2 separate regions of the Oryctolagus cuniculus genome follow, and region 1 is linked to region 2. The links are chromatin contacts, called in public Micro-C maps. All regions are on one chromosome and are shown on one strand. Each heading gives the region's core, a stretch centred on a gene start, on an enhancer-like site or on the middle of the called end of the contact. The rest is flanking DNA. Distances are from core to core; before and after follow the strand shown.

Region 1 (7,299 bases), core at 4,203-6,702, 160 kb before region 2:
ATTGTGCTAATCTCAGGAACAATAGGATGACTTCAAGTTCATATTTTTTTTTTTTTTTTTTTTTTTTTTTTTGATAGGCAGAGTGGACAGTGAGAGAGAGACAGAGAGAGAAAGGTCTTCCTTTGCCGTTGGTTCACCCTCCAATGGCCGCCGCTGCAGCCGGCGCACCGCGCTGATCCGATGGCAGGAGCCAGGAGCCAGGTGCTTTTCCTGGTCTCCCATGGGGTGCAGGGCCCAAGCACCTGGGCCATCCTCCACTGCACTCCCTGGCCATAGCAGAGAGCTGGCCTGGAAGAGGGGCAACCGGGACAGAATCCGGCGCCCCGACCGGGACTAGAACCCGGTGTGCCGGCGCCGCAAGGTGGAGGATTAGCCTATTGAGCCACGGCGCCGGCTAAGTTCATATTTTAACATCTCTAAAATTGGGATGTGTCATATAAACTTTGGCAACTAGGCAACAGTAGTGACATAAATGTCATTATCTATGTATGCACCCAAACATGAGGAATAGAGATCAGTAATTCGGGGAAAAAACCTGGAGACAATGATGGGCATCCCTAAATGCTACAATCATCATTTCTGTTGATGGTAAGAGGAAAATGTGTGGAAAAAGAGTGTCATCACTAACTCTAAGTTGGAAGTTAATTTACAAGACTCAGAATGTGAAGTGCTGTTAGGAACACCTTGATTTGTTGCATATCACTTCTGTGATACACCCCTACAAATACATTTTTGGTGTTTTTCTATATAAACTGGTACATAGCAGCTGCTATAAGTTGAATAGATTAAGATCTCTAGGTTGCTTAGTTATTTGAAAGGCAGAGAGAGAGAAGAGATATCTCATCTGTTGGTTAACCCCTAAATAATGGCAAAAGCCCAGGATGGGTCAGGCTAAAGCCAGAAGCAGAAAACTCGTTCTAGGTCTCCCATGTGGGCGGCATGGACCCAACCAATAGAGCCATCACCTGCTGCCTCTTAGGGTGCACATCAGCAAATAGCGTGAACTAGGAGTGAAGCCAGGACTCAAACCCAGGCACATTAATAAGGGATGCAGGTGCCCCAAAAGGTGTCTTAACTGCTAGAATAAACTCCTGTCCCAGAACGCTCGATTTTTAACGGGTCACGGTTCAGTTTGAAGTGGGAAGAATGTTATAAAGAACAGTTATAGTTCCGGGCCGCGCCGCGGCTCACTGGGCTAATCCTCCGCCTAGCGGCGCCGGCACACCAGGTTCTAGTCCCGGTTGGGGCGCCGGATTCTGTCCTGGTTGCCCCTCTTCCAGGCCAGCCCTCTGCTGTGGCCAGGGAGTGCAGTGGAGGATGGCCCAGGTGCTTGGGCCCTGCACCCCATGGGAGAACCAGGAAAAGCACCTGGCTCCTGGCTCCTGCCATCGGATCAGCGCGGTGCGCTGGCTGCTGGCGGCGGTGGCCATTGGAGGGTGAACCAACGGCAAAAGGAAGACCTTTCTCTCTGTCTCTCTCTCTCACTGTCCACTCTGCCTGTCAAAAAAAAAAAAAAAAAAAAAAAAAAAAAAGAACAGTTATAGTTCCAGGTTAGCTAACAAAGAACTACTTTAACTGAAAATGCATCCTCAACACAAACTCCATGTGAACAGGAACTACAAGCACTTGTTAGGGACTGAAATGTGTTCACCAAAGTTCTTAAGCTGAACGAAGCTCCAGCATTCAATGTGACTATACTTGGACAAAGGGTTTATGAGTTGGTGAATAAAGTTGAACAAAGCCATACAGTGGGGCCCTAATCCAGTAGGACTGGTACATTTACAGGAAGCAAATAGGCCAGAACTTTCTTATCTATGGGACTTGGTTATGGCAGTCTGAGTTAACAGGATCTTTATAGTTCTACTTTTAAACAATTAGACAATGTTTTCAGTTTCAGCTTAGGACGTCCTCTCCTACCACAAACTCAGCTTCAGTAACCAATATCCCCCTCATTCCTGTGCTTGTTGATCAAAGTGTCAACATTCTCTGTTCCAACACCTGTGGGGTTTTGATTGCTACATCTTGGCAGGGGAACAGAGGACAGGAATGAAGGGTTGGTGGTGTATCTTTGGTGAGTGAGATGATGTGGAACAACAAGAAGCCTGAGCAGAGGATGGGGAACTCTAGCGGAATGAGAACTAAATCTAGAACGTGGCTACTTGGGCTCTAGTCCTTTACTAGCTGTGTGACCTTTGGAGTATTATTTAAGTTTCCTGTGGTTTCTTCATCAAATATATGAGAAATTTAATAGAAAAAAGTTCTCTAGAGTTGATGTTAAATAAGACACCACAGATGTAAATAAGTCAGGCAAATTCAAGATGTTTAAAATATTAGTTAAGAGCACGTTTTCCTGACACACTCTATCTACAGAATACAGTATTCACACAACTCGCACTTTGAGAGGTATTCTGAAGCAGAGAAAAGGATACGTGCAGTCCGTGCAATCAGACCTGGTTTCAAAACCTAATTCCACCGCTTTGTGGCTCCATGACCCTGGATCAGTTACTAAGCCTCCCTTTGTTTTACTTTTTATTATCTGTAAAATGAAACCTACAATGCTTATGGATGACTTACTGAAATTTACTTTTCTTGATTTGACAGGCAGAGAGAGATACAGATACATATCCACTGTTTCAATCCTTAAATGCCTACCATTGTTGAGGCTGGGCTGGAGCGAAGTCCAGGTTCCGGGGAGGCTCCCATGTGGACAGCAGAGACCCATGACTACTTAAGTCATCACATTCCACGACCCCCTCCCCCACCAGGGTGCACATAATCAGGAAGCTGGAATCAGAAGCGGAACCTGGACACAAACCCAGGTCCTCCGACATGAGATTTGGAAGTCCCAACAGCTAGGCCAAATGCCTACCCTCTGTGTATGATCTTTAAGGAATGAGTTCACATATTGAAAGTACCTAGACAACATAAATAGTTAATACCGTAAACATGCCATTTCTTCACAATGTTCTAAAAATAAAATGAAGTTCCTCAAAAACTTGTAATAGTAAACACTAAATAAAATGAGAAGATATGTGGCATTTATCAGAGGTTGGGCAGGGAAGTCCCTAAGCGAGAAAGAAAACTCAACAGCTATCACTCCAAATGAACAAAGAAAGCTCACATATCCCAGTACTACAATTTCTTTCCATTGACAGTAATTAAGTAAACCCCAACCTCTAATGTGGGATTGTAATCATTACACAAAAATCTTTCTGTACCTAAAAACACTTTAGTGTTTAACTACAAAGGAAAAATGTACTAAGAACCTTTTTGTAAAAAGGCACTTTTTCACACTGATACTAAATACGATGAAGCAATTTCCTACCAAGTGGGTAACGTAGTGATCTAACTGCTGGTGGTTCTAACCACACACAACCTTAAAAGGTATAAAACACCACAGAAAGTTCAATTTAAAACGTACGCTCCTGTGAGTCTAAACTGCATTATGAAGTGAATCTCTCAATGATTCGTTTACTTAGTGATATTTTAAAAACCTAGCGCTTGAGAAAACCAGAAATAGCAAGTCTAGCCATACCAGGCCATCTCCAGGCTACGGCAGAGCGAAACGTAACGTGGTGAAGGCGCACTTTCCGCCACCCACCCAAGAGGCGTCAACCGCCAAGTCAATGTCCTCCTTTCTCGCTCTTGAACGACAGCCTCGGGCCCGTGCGTTAGCGCGAGGACCGAGGGATCCAAACGCCCCCTCTCGCAGGCCCTCCGCGCGCCACCGCGACTTCACCACAGCATCGCAGCTGTCAGCCTCTGCCCGGGCAAGACCCACGGCCCGTCCCGCGCGTCCCCACGCGCCTCTCGCCACTACCAGTCGTTCCGGGCCGCGCGCTTCCTCCCTCAGACCCCGAGGCTCTGCCCAGCCCGGCAGTCAGCGAGCGCTCCGCATCTTAATAACGACGCTGACTAGCGGCGACCCTCAGGAAACGGCGAACAGGCGCCGGGGACAGGCGGCTCAACGCACAGCCCTGCGGCGTCGCCCGTTCCCCGACCGCCTCAAAGCAAAACCCAGTCTCCCGCCACGGCCGGCGCGGCCCCGGCCGCCGGAGCCCGCCCGCTCGACCAGCCGGCCCCTCCGCGTCCTCACGGAGGGTCCCCGCCGCCGCGGCCACCTCACCGCAGCCTCGCCCACCCGCCGACCCCGCGTCCCCGCGCCGCCGACTCACCCGCCGTCGCGCCCCGACTACAGCTCCCAGCAGGCCGCGCGCGCCCCGCCCAGAACGCCGCGCGCCGCCGCCCCGCCCCCGCGCTGCACTTCCGGCCCGGCGTCGCCGGCGGGGACCCGGGCCCTGGGCGCCGCGCGTCAGACGCCGGGGAGGGAGCGGGCGGGAGCCGGGAGCCGAGGAGCCGGCGGGGAGGGGCAGGGGAGGGGCGGGAGGGTAAATAGTGCTGGGCAGGAAGATGGCGGCGGCGGCGGCGTGAGGGACCCGCGCTCCGCGGCTGGGCTCGTCCTCCCTGCCGCTCCCGCGCCCTGTCCGAGGTGGCAGCGAGCGGCCGGGTCCGGGCGGCGGCGCCGGGCGCAGCGCAGGGTCACGGCGGCGGCCGAGAAGCGGAAGAGCGGGCTTCCCTCGCCGCTCGTTCGCCTTCCCCGCTCCGCCCGGAGCCAGGCGCGGCGGCCGCGACGCGGCGGGCGGGCTTCCCCGCTGCTGCCGCCCCCCGCGCCGGGGCGTGTGCCCGCCGCCTCGCCGTCCCCAGAGCCCTGTCCGCGGGCGCCGGGCGCCTGCTGCGGCGCAGGCCGGGCCGCCGGGGCCGCTCTCCCGCTCGGCCGTCGCGCCTCCATGTCGGACAACCAGAGCTGGAACTCGTCGGGCTCGGAGGAGGACCCGGAGACCGAGTCCGGGCCGCCGGTGGAGCGCTGCGGGGTCCTGAGCAAGGTGAGCGCGCGCGCGCGGCCGCGCCCCGCCCGGGCTCACCTGCGGCCCGGGGGCGAGGCGCCTCCGCGCCGTGGGCCGGCGGCGCTGCCCGCGCGGCCTCGGGGCCGGGCCTGGGCTGGGTCGGACCCCGCCTCCGGGCCGGCGCGCGGTGAGCCAGGACTGAGGACTTGGGTGCTCGCCCGGCGCAGAGCCCGTGGACGGGCACGTGACGGTGCCGGGACGTTCGCGGCGGCTGGGACCCCGTCGGAGCCGCTCGCCGTGGGTTGTGGGTGGGGAAGGCGTTCGGGACGCGCGCGGCGTGTGCGGTTCCGCGTTCCGCGTGTTCGCCGTGCGCGCAGCCCCGCGGCCTGCTGCGACTTCCCTCGCTGCGACTGTTGAACCTGTGGCAGCGGCTGGGCAGTGGACTTGAGCGGAGGAGAGCCGGCCCCTCACCAGCTGGTCGTGGATTGATGCTGGGTCACGTGCAGAATCGCCCCGCGTGGCTCTGCGAGACGTTGGGACGTCGTCGGTGGAAGTGTTTCCCGTTAGGCCTTGTGACCGCCTTTAGCAGGCTGGAGGGGAAGGGCCTAGGCTGGCAGCAGTGTGCAGGCTGGTGTGCGAGTGGTGACAGCACAGTGGACAGGTGACGGAGTTCAGTACGGGGACGCTCCCTGGGGTCTCTGTGGTCAGATGGTCTTGTCGTGTGGGAGTCTGGAGTGAATCCCAGTGTGCAAGGTGCAGACTTCTGATGGGACTGTCTGCGAAGTGAGTTCTTCGCTTCTCAGTGTCTCCAGTAGTTGCATCACTTCTCTTTAGATAAGCAGCAGACTACCATATCAGTACTGTGGCAGGGTTAAGTATTCTGTGAAACAAACTGTCCTTTTGACCTGTTTGGAGAGAGGTGGAGTGCCGTGGCTGGTGGAAAAAGTCACCAGCACTCCTGCGGAGTAATACAGTGGACATATGAAAATGGGGGGCCGTGACCTCGGCGTGGAAATGCGCAGACCGCTCCTGTGGACGGCAGGTAACTGCCGGTCTGGTTGTTGCTGCGTATGTGGACTCGCAGAATGTAGCTTTTAGTGTTTTTGTTAAGAGCTGTGTGAAGGGAAGTTTGCTGAGATTTAAGTATGGCTCCGTGTAGTGTTTCTGGAAGCTTTTAATCAAGGACATTTTATAGTGATTATGTATACTGATCAGGTGCATGTTTTTACGTATGTATTATGTGTTTAATTCCTTTGTATTTATCTGATATTTTAAACAAGAGTTAACTCAGCATCTGCCCTTTTCCTTGTGTTGAATAATGTAAAGTCCCAATACATTATATTCCTCATCCCCCCAAATGGAGTGGATTTGGAATGGGGTGTGCAAATTGATATCAGAAATATACTAGTGCAAAGAGTTTTTTTTTTCTATATGATGACGTGAATACATGAAAATATCTATACAGCGTATTTCTTACAGATTCATTTAAGAGTTCCAGAAATCTTGGATAGGTGATAATTCCGAATGGTAATCACAGGTAACAGGATGAATGATGATTGGGAAAAGAGTCACACTTCAGTAGGCCCTGGGCCGCTGAAGCTCAGATAAACGAGATCTCAGCTGCTTCTGCACGTTCCGCGCCTGGTGGTCTCCTGGGCCTCAGTTTCTCCACAGTGATTCTGTCATCTCAGATACTACGTGGAGCCTTTGCTCACTTTGTCAGTCTTTCAGATTTCCTTTCTTTGAATTTTCACAGTATTTTATATGTAACTTGGTTCTGATTCTTTGTCAAAATACTGTTTGTTTTTCCTCTTGAATTTGTGCTTGCTGGGCTATTGGTGATAGGAATCTCTGATTCTCCTGCAGTTTGCAACACACTGCTTTGTGTTGGTTAAATGGGGAAGCATGAGGGTAGAGAAAAGGCGAAAACCTGTCTTCCAGATGTGGTAGTAACAGCAATGTTTGCTGGATGCAGTCCTGAGGCTGATGTGATTTGTGGAGTCCTCTAGAAGAAAATTATATGAAATGATGGCTACACAGTTGCAGAAGTCTCTCCTGTCACTTTGAAGAGAGTCTGTTGTAGTGAGAGCTGAAGGTGAGGGTGACTTGGGCATAATGCTGCCAGGCACTGAGACTGTACTGTGTGCTGGGCACTGTTCTAAGCCTGTTCAGATAAGCACGCATCAGGGGAAGGAACATGACCATGTCACACGGTGACTTGCCTTTTGGAAGGGTGCTGATGGGAAAGTGAAATTCATCCATGGAAGGTCTTGAACACCAGTCTGAACGGTTGGTGTGAAGGAAATGGGAACTTGGTACTTATGTTTTGGAGCTGGAGAATCAAGGTTAAGATGTAAGAGAAGTAAGCAAATATGATTGGTCATTAAATAAAATGATGTAACTTATGAATACGGAAAAGGTACTTAGAGGTCAGGCAGTCTAGGAACATGTTCAT
Region 2 (6,937 bases), core at 1,662-4,161:
ATACATCTTTAAAGAAAAAAAAATGTTATTGTGGCATCGTCAGTTCTGCAATATTTTTTCTTAAAGTAACCTTCGCAACATTCAGGGAAAAATTTACACACAGCTCTATGAGCCACCCAAAACACGGACAACCACACACCTATTTGGAAATACGAAGTCATCTTAACAAAGGTGTGTCAAAAGTAACCATAATTATAAACTCGTTTCTTGTAAACTCCCATCTCATTTCTCTGTGATTATGCAAAGCACTGACATGCTACAGAATCTCACCTTCCACCTTCAGCAGCAGCTGCAAAGGGCACTGGCAGGCTAAGGAAGGCGCACGTATATTAAATACAGTGTTTATTCATGCTGCAATCAAACTTTTACTTAAAGGAAACAGGGTCAACAGACAATATGCCTCGCTTGGCCAGACTGAAGTACGCTGCAAACGTTTCACAAACTTCTTAGAAGAACGGGCATTTAAATTCACTGGAATAGTCCAACTCTAATCCAATCTGCTACAAGAAATACCAACTATGGCCGAATGCAGAGAGAGATGCCGGGGCACCTGGATTCTTCCTCCCATTCAGCACTGTTCCTGGGTCAATAATAATCCTGCATTTGATTATACAGCACCTGACATCCTTCTCACATTAATTAATGACTACATTTTGCCTCTAAAGGCAAGAACCGCGTCTTAGACTGCAGTCATTCTTAACCCCAACAGCATCTGGCTTGCTGCTGCTCGATTTAGTATACTAGGGAAAAAAAAATCTTACGCTGGAGATCAGAGAACAGGGATTCTGTACCCAGTTCTACCCCACGCTCCCCGATTGTAAGCCAGGCTCTGCTCTCTTCTTCCACTCAGGAAACTAGAACTACAAGTCCTCTGACAAACACAACTGTTCAATGAAACCGCCTAAAACTACCACTTCCCTAAGTTTAAAAAAAAAAAAAAAAAGGTCGAGTTTCAAACACCGGCAATTTCGCAACGGCCCACTGAGCCGCGGCCGGTGCTGCGGGATGCGCGCAAGGCTTCCACCTCCGCGCCGTCAGGGTCCGGGGCTGACCCCGAGCCCGCAACCCCACGCGGCCGGACCGGAGGACCCCGGCGCCGAGCAGGTTTCGCCCCTTCAGAGATCGCGGGCAGCGGCGGGGGCCCGGCCCGGCCCGGGGGTCCCGGAGCAGCCCCTGCGGCCTTCGCGCGCGTCACTGCCTCCGCGGACGCCCGGCCTTCCTCGCCCCGGAGCCTCGGGGCCACGCTGACCGCACCCCCGCGACGACGACCGCTCCCGGCCGGTCAGCAGCAGCCGCCCCTCCCCGAGGCCGGCGCCGCCCAAGGCCGCCCCGCCGCCGCCCCGCCGCGGCCCGCCGCCCCGCCGCCCCTCCGCACCCCGGCTCCCCACCGCGACCTCACCTCAGGATCTCACCAGAGGCCGCCGGCGCCGGACGCCCAGCTCCGCTCGTCTCAGTCAACGGAGACGCGGGGCGGAAGGAGCCTCGGCTTACGCACGCTCGCTGGCGCACGAGCCGGCGGCCAATAAAAAAGGATCGTCCGATCGAACGACCAATCAGCTTGGGGCCGCCCGCCGAACGGCCTACGTCACGAACGGTCGCCCTAACAACCGCCTCCAGCTCCCCCTCGGCCGGCAGCCTCACCGCACCACCTCGCACCACGGCGCTGCCAGCCAATCGCGGCTCGAGGCCCGGAAGCGGGGCCTGCCTATTGGTCGAGAGCCGCGAGGACGTCCGCGTGGAGCCGCCCGGCCGAGGCGATAGGGGGTCCCGGGTGGGGTGGCCCGAGCGGCTGCCGGGGCCGACGGTGGAGGAGGAGGAAGGGGGCAGGCCTAAGCGAGCGCTGCTGACGGTCGGCGGGAGGGGAGGCGACCGGAGGAGGGGCTGCGAGATGCAAACCGCCCTCACGCCTGCGAGACCCCCGTTAGCGTTAGCGGAGGGCTCCGGTTATGCTGCGCGGGGCCGGCCCTGCCTGTGTGGGCCTTTACCCTCCGGTACCTGCCGAGGACGCCGACTCTCCCACCCGTCCCTCACCTGGGCGACAGCTCTGCCCCTCGCTCCCCACCCCACCCCCGGAGGAGGCGACAGCTCTCCCACCTGCCCCCCCCCACCTGGAGGAGGCGACAGCTCTCCCACCTGCCCCCCCTCACCTGGAGGAGGCACAGCTCTCCCACCTGCCCCCCCCCACCTGGAGGAGGCGACAGCTCTCCCACCTGCCCCCCCCACCTGGAGGAGGCGACAGCTCTCCCACCTGCCCCCCCAACCTGGAGGAGGCGACAGCTCTCCCACCTGCCCCCCCACCTGGAGGAGGCGACAGCTCTCCCACCTGCCCCCCCCCACCTGGAGGAGGCGACAGCTCTCCCACCTGCCCCCCCCACCTGGAGGAGGCGACAGCTCTCCCACCTGCCCCCCTCACCTGGAGGAGGCACAGCTCTCCCACCTGCCCCCCCCACCTGGAGGAGGCGACAGCTCTCCCACCTGCCCCCCCTCACCTGGAGGAGGCACAGCTCTCCCACCTGCCCCCCCCACCTGGAGGAGGCACAGCTCTCCCACCTGCCCCCCCCACCTGGAGGAGGCACAGCTCTCCCACCTGCCCCCCCCACCTGGAGGAGGCGACAGCTCTCCCACCTGCCCCCCCCCCACCTGGAGGAGGCACAGCTCTCCCACCTGCCCCCCACCCCTCCCTCACCTGGAGGAGGTGACAGCTCTCCCACCTGCCCCCCACCCCTCCCTCACCTGGAGGAGGTGACAGCTCTCCCACCTGCCCCCCCACCCCTCCCTCACCTGGAGGAGGTGACAGCTCTCCCACCTGCCCCCCCACCCCTCCCCACCTGGAGGAGCTGACAGCTCTCCCACCTTCCCCTCCCTCACCTGGAGGAGGCACAGCTCTCCCACCTGGTCTTAGCACTCCGGGTGCTCCGGCTCCTAGAGCAGACCCACGCCCTGGCACGGTGATCCTCCTGTGGTGCCACAGGCCTGCCCCACGTTGCTGGGAGTGTCTGGCTGGCTGCTGGGTCAGAGAAGGTGACTCTAGCAGCAGGGCCCCACCCTGCATTGCCAGCACATCTCTCACTTCCCTGGTTCACACACCCCACGTTCAGCCCAACGTAACCAGCCCTTATCCAGTCAGTCTGAGTCCCATTTTACCTCTCTCTATGTCCTGTTTGTTTAACCTGGATTTGTCTACTCGCTTTACATGTTGAAATCCTAAGGATGCCTTAAGGACCTTTTTGCCTTTTATGAGTCCCTCAGGCATAGGTTGTAGCTCCCTGATACCTCTGCTTGTCTTATTTTCTTATGTGGAAACTTTTAAAGAGGACTTGTACTTCACTGGATTTTAAAGCCCTGTGTGTTGAAACACTGTACATAGAAAGTACTGCACATTCAAGTTATCCTCTTGCTATAAGCTCATAATCCTTATGAAATAGGTAGTATCTTTTTTTTTTTTTTTTTTTGACAGGCAGAGTGGACAGTGAGAGAGAGAGAGACAGAGAGAAAGGTCTTCCTTTTGCCGTTGGTTCACCCCTCAATGGCCGCTGTGGCCGGCGCACCGCGCTGATCTGATGGCAGGAGCCAGGTGCTTTTCCTGGTCTCCCATGGGGTGTAGGGCCCAAGCACCTGGGCCATCCTCCACTGCACTCCCTGGCCACAGCAGAGAGCTGTCCTGGAAGAGGGGCAACCAGGACAGAATCCGGCGCCCCAACCGGGACTAGAACCCGGTGTGCTGGCACCGCAAGGTGGAGGATTAGCCTAGTGAGCCGCGGCGCCGACCCGGTAGTATCATTTTACAAAGACAAACGAAAGCATGTAAGGCAACTTGCTGTGGAACACATAAAAATGAGAAAAGCTGGATTTTGCCCCAGAATCTGCCCATTTTACAGCACTCCATTGCTGCATGCTGCAGCCTTTATCGCCGTCACCTCACCCAATTCTTTGAAATGCTCATTATGTGCAGGGTGCTGTGGATGGCACTGGAGATATACCAACCAGTACACAGACACGATACCTGCCTATATGAACCTTGCCTAGTAAAGAAAACAGGCGAAGCTAGCAATACTATGAGCTTGTCAAAAGGAAAAGAAGAACGAGTATATAAATTCAAAGGCATAGAAATTGTCATCAAGAATGGCCCTTGAAGTCTGAAGAGTTAAACATCTCAGAACAGAAGTTGCAGATTGTACAAAAGCTTATAGATATTAATTCACATAAGCATTATAAGGTTCCTAGAACAAAAAGCTTTAGACCAAGGTTTGAAAACTTTCATTCCCAAACTCTGCTCCATTGAGAATGCCGGCAGGTGCACAGCTGCAAAAGCCAGCAGCAAAGAAACTCTCGTGGTCCAGTTTCACTTTCTTTTCTTTTTTTTTTTTAATGATTTTAGTTAATTTTGAAAGATTTACAGAGAGAGAGAGAGAGAGAGAGAGAGAGATCTTTATCTGCTGTTTCACTCTCTAGATGGCTGCAACTGCCAGGGCTGTGACGGATCGAAGGCAGGAGCCAAGAGCTTCTTCTGGTCTCCCACATGGGTGGAAGGGCCCGGTACTTGGATCATCTTCCATTGTTCCCAGGCCTGTAGCAGGGAGCTGGGTTGGAAGTGGAGCAGCCAGGACATGAACTGGCATCCATCTGGGATGCTGGCGTCACAGGCAGCAGCTTTAGCTGCTACACCACACCGTCAACCCCTAGCTTTATCTTCTTCAGACAACTTCTGTATCGTTCCCAAAATGTATGTCAAAAGAATGCTAGTTGTACAAACTAATCATCTGTGCCCCTTTGGAGTAGTTGTCACCTTATAATAATCACATCACACTGCACATTTACTAATGCAAAAAAAAAAAAAAGTGAGGCCTCTGACCTTCACTTTTATTGGTTTTTGTCGTCATGAGTCATGCGTGAAAATGGGGAGTCACCATAACAACAATAAATGTTCACATAGCACTTCCCACAACTCAGCCACATTTCTAGTGCTCTATACATTACCTTCTTTGATTGGCATTTCTGAGAGGAAAGCTGTCCTGTAAAGTGTGCTTGACAAATGCTCAAGCTACAGAGACGGGCGTTAAGTAGCATGCCTGAGTTCATGAACCTTGGAAGCAGCAGAGCTGAAACCTGGACTTTGGAACCTGGCTCCCAAGCACAGGCACCAAACTTGTCCACTGCTTTCCTTTGTATCAGCATAAACGACACTATCTGTTTTGGGCCACACCATATAATTATTTAAACTTCTGATGCTTTACTGCAAGATGGTTTTCCAGCCATCGTTGCCGGTGTTGTGGCACAGTGGGTTAAGCTACCGCCAGTGATGCCAACATCCCATATGAGCACAGGTTCAAGGATCAGCTGCTCCACTTTCCATCCAGTTCCCTGCTAAAGTAATTGGACTCCTGCCACCCACAAAAGAGACCTGGTTGGAGTTCCAGGTTGCTGGCTTCGGCCTGGCCTAGCCCTGGCCTAGTCCTAGCCCTTGCAGCCATTTGAGGAGTGAACCAGTGGATGGAAGTTATTTCTGTCTCCCTCTTTCTCCTTCTCTCTGTAACTCTATCTTTAAAATAAATAAATAAATCTTTTTTAAAAAGCAAAAATATTTTTTCATAGTATCAGTGAAGAGTCGTACTTTCCTATTGTAGTTCCCAGCTGTGTCAAATTTATATCTTCCAGTGCTGAGCAGTCCTCTCTTTCTGGCACACTATTTTTTTCATCCTTTTAAACTTCACAATTTTTTAAAATATTTATTTATTTGAAAGTCAGAGTTACACAGATAGAGAAGGAGAGACAAACAGAGAGGTCTTCCATCTGCTGGTTCATTCCCCAGTTGGCTGCAATGGCTAGAGCTGGGCCAATCCAGAGCCAGGAGCCAGGAGCTTCCTCAGGGTCTCCCACGTTGGTGCAGGGGCCCAAGGACTTGGGCCATCTTGTACTGCTTTCCTTGGCCACAGCAGAGAGCTGAATCGGAAGTGAAGCAGCCGGGACTCGAACTGGCGCCCATATGGGATGCCGGCACTGGAGGCGGTGGCTTTACCTGCTACGCCACAGTGCCAGCCCCTAAACTTCACAATTTTTAAACAAGAAGTTGCAAGTGATAGTTGGTCCCACCTAGCTTCCGGCAAATGCTATATGGATGATCGCTCCTGTGAAAGGCCAAGAGGGGCAGGCGGAGGGCCCATGCTCTGCTCAGCCCTTAAGGCGCAGGGTGAGGGAAGAATACACTTTGCAGACACCATGGCAAGTGATCTGAGTGGGACGTCACAGGGTCTACTGAGAACAGTTTGGGCTGTGGAGCTTTCCCTTTCATTTCTATTTAAATGCATTTAGTTTTAGACAGATGATTTTTTTCCTCAAGAACAATACCTTCACTTCAAATAAATAGTGGTCAAAATAAAGGAGTTCAAGATGACATCATTCCCATTTGTCTTTAGTCTTGGTGTTGTGTGGATGACAAACAACAGCTCGTCATGACAGATCCAAAGCAATCGCCCCGCTTGTTAACATTTCCCCCTTTCTGAGCCATGCACAAGGAGAAATCACACATGGGGTCACACCACCCTCACGCAGTCCAGCAGAGCTGCCCTGCCACCTGGACCCGTTTCTTCAGCAAAAAGAAGTGGCAATTTCTGAAAGTGGGAGGTGCTTTTCTCCTACAGCCATGTCATATCTTCAAGTTTGACTTTGATTTTGTATATTTTGGATGCACTTCTTGTAGGCCTTTGTGGAGCTGGTTCCCTGCAAAGGTTGCTTCATGACATCATCAACGCCAGTGATGACTGTGCTTTCCATACCTTGGCTACCTGGGACTCCAGTGGAGGCCTTTCCACCAAGGAGGCAGGCATCACTGTTACCTCTGTCCTAGTGACCGTCTTCCCCCAAGCACAGCCCGTCAGTGCTGCCCCAGATTTTGTAAGTGTCTGGGAACATCTCATGTTGGCTGAGGAAGCCCCAGTAG

Evidence for each region. A called contact is a pair of places that touch in the nucleus more often than the background predicts.
Region 1: a Micro-C map of ear pinna shows a contact between it and region 2, with 4 times the contacts expected there. The contact joins the promoter of POLK here to the promoter of HMGCR in region 2. A contact is called at or near these places in 2 of 6 Hi-C or Micro-C datasets (ear pinna and an unstated tissue).

What each region holds. Positions count from the first base shown.
Region 1 is chr14:575,172-582,470 of mOryCun1.1, reverse strand. It overlaps POLK (DNA polymerase kappa), which reads right to left and starts at 5,452. Exons shown (of 16, transcript XM_051838659.2): 1 at 5,316-5,452. CERT1 (ceramide transporter 1) reads left to right here and starts at 4,411. Exons shown (of 19, transcript XR_001792585.3): 1 at 4,411-4,883.
Region 2 is chr14:412,331-419,267 of mOryCun1.1, reverse strand. It overlaps HMGCR (3-hydroxy-3-methylglutaryl-CoA reductase), which reads right to left and starts at 2,911. Exons shown (of 20, transcript XM_070056274.1): 1 at 2,893-2,911.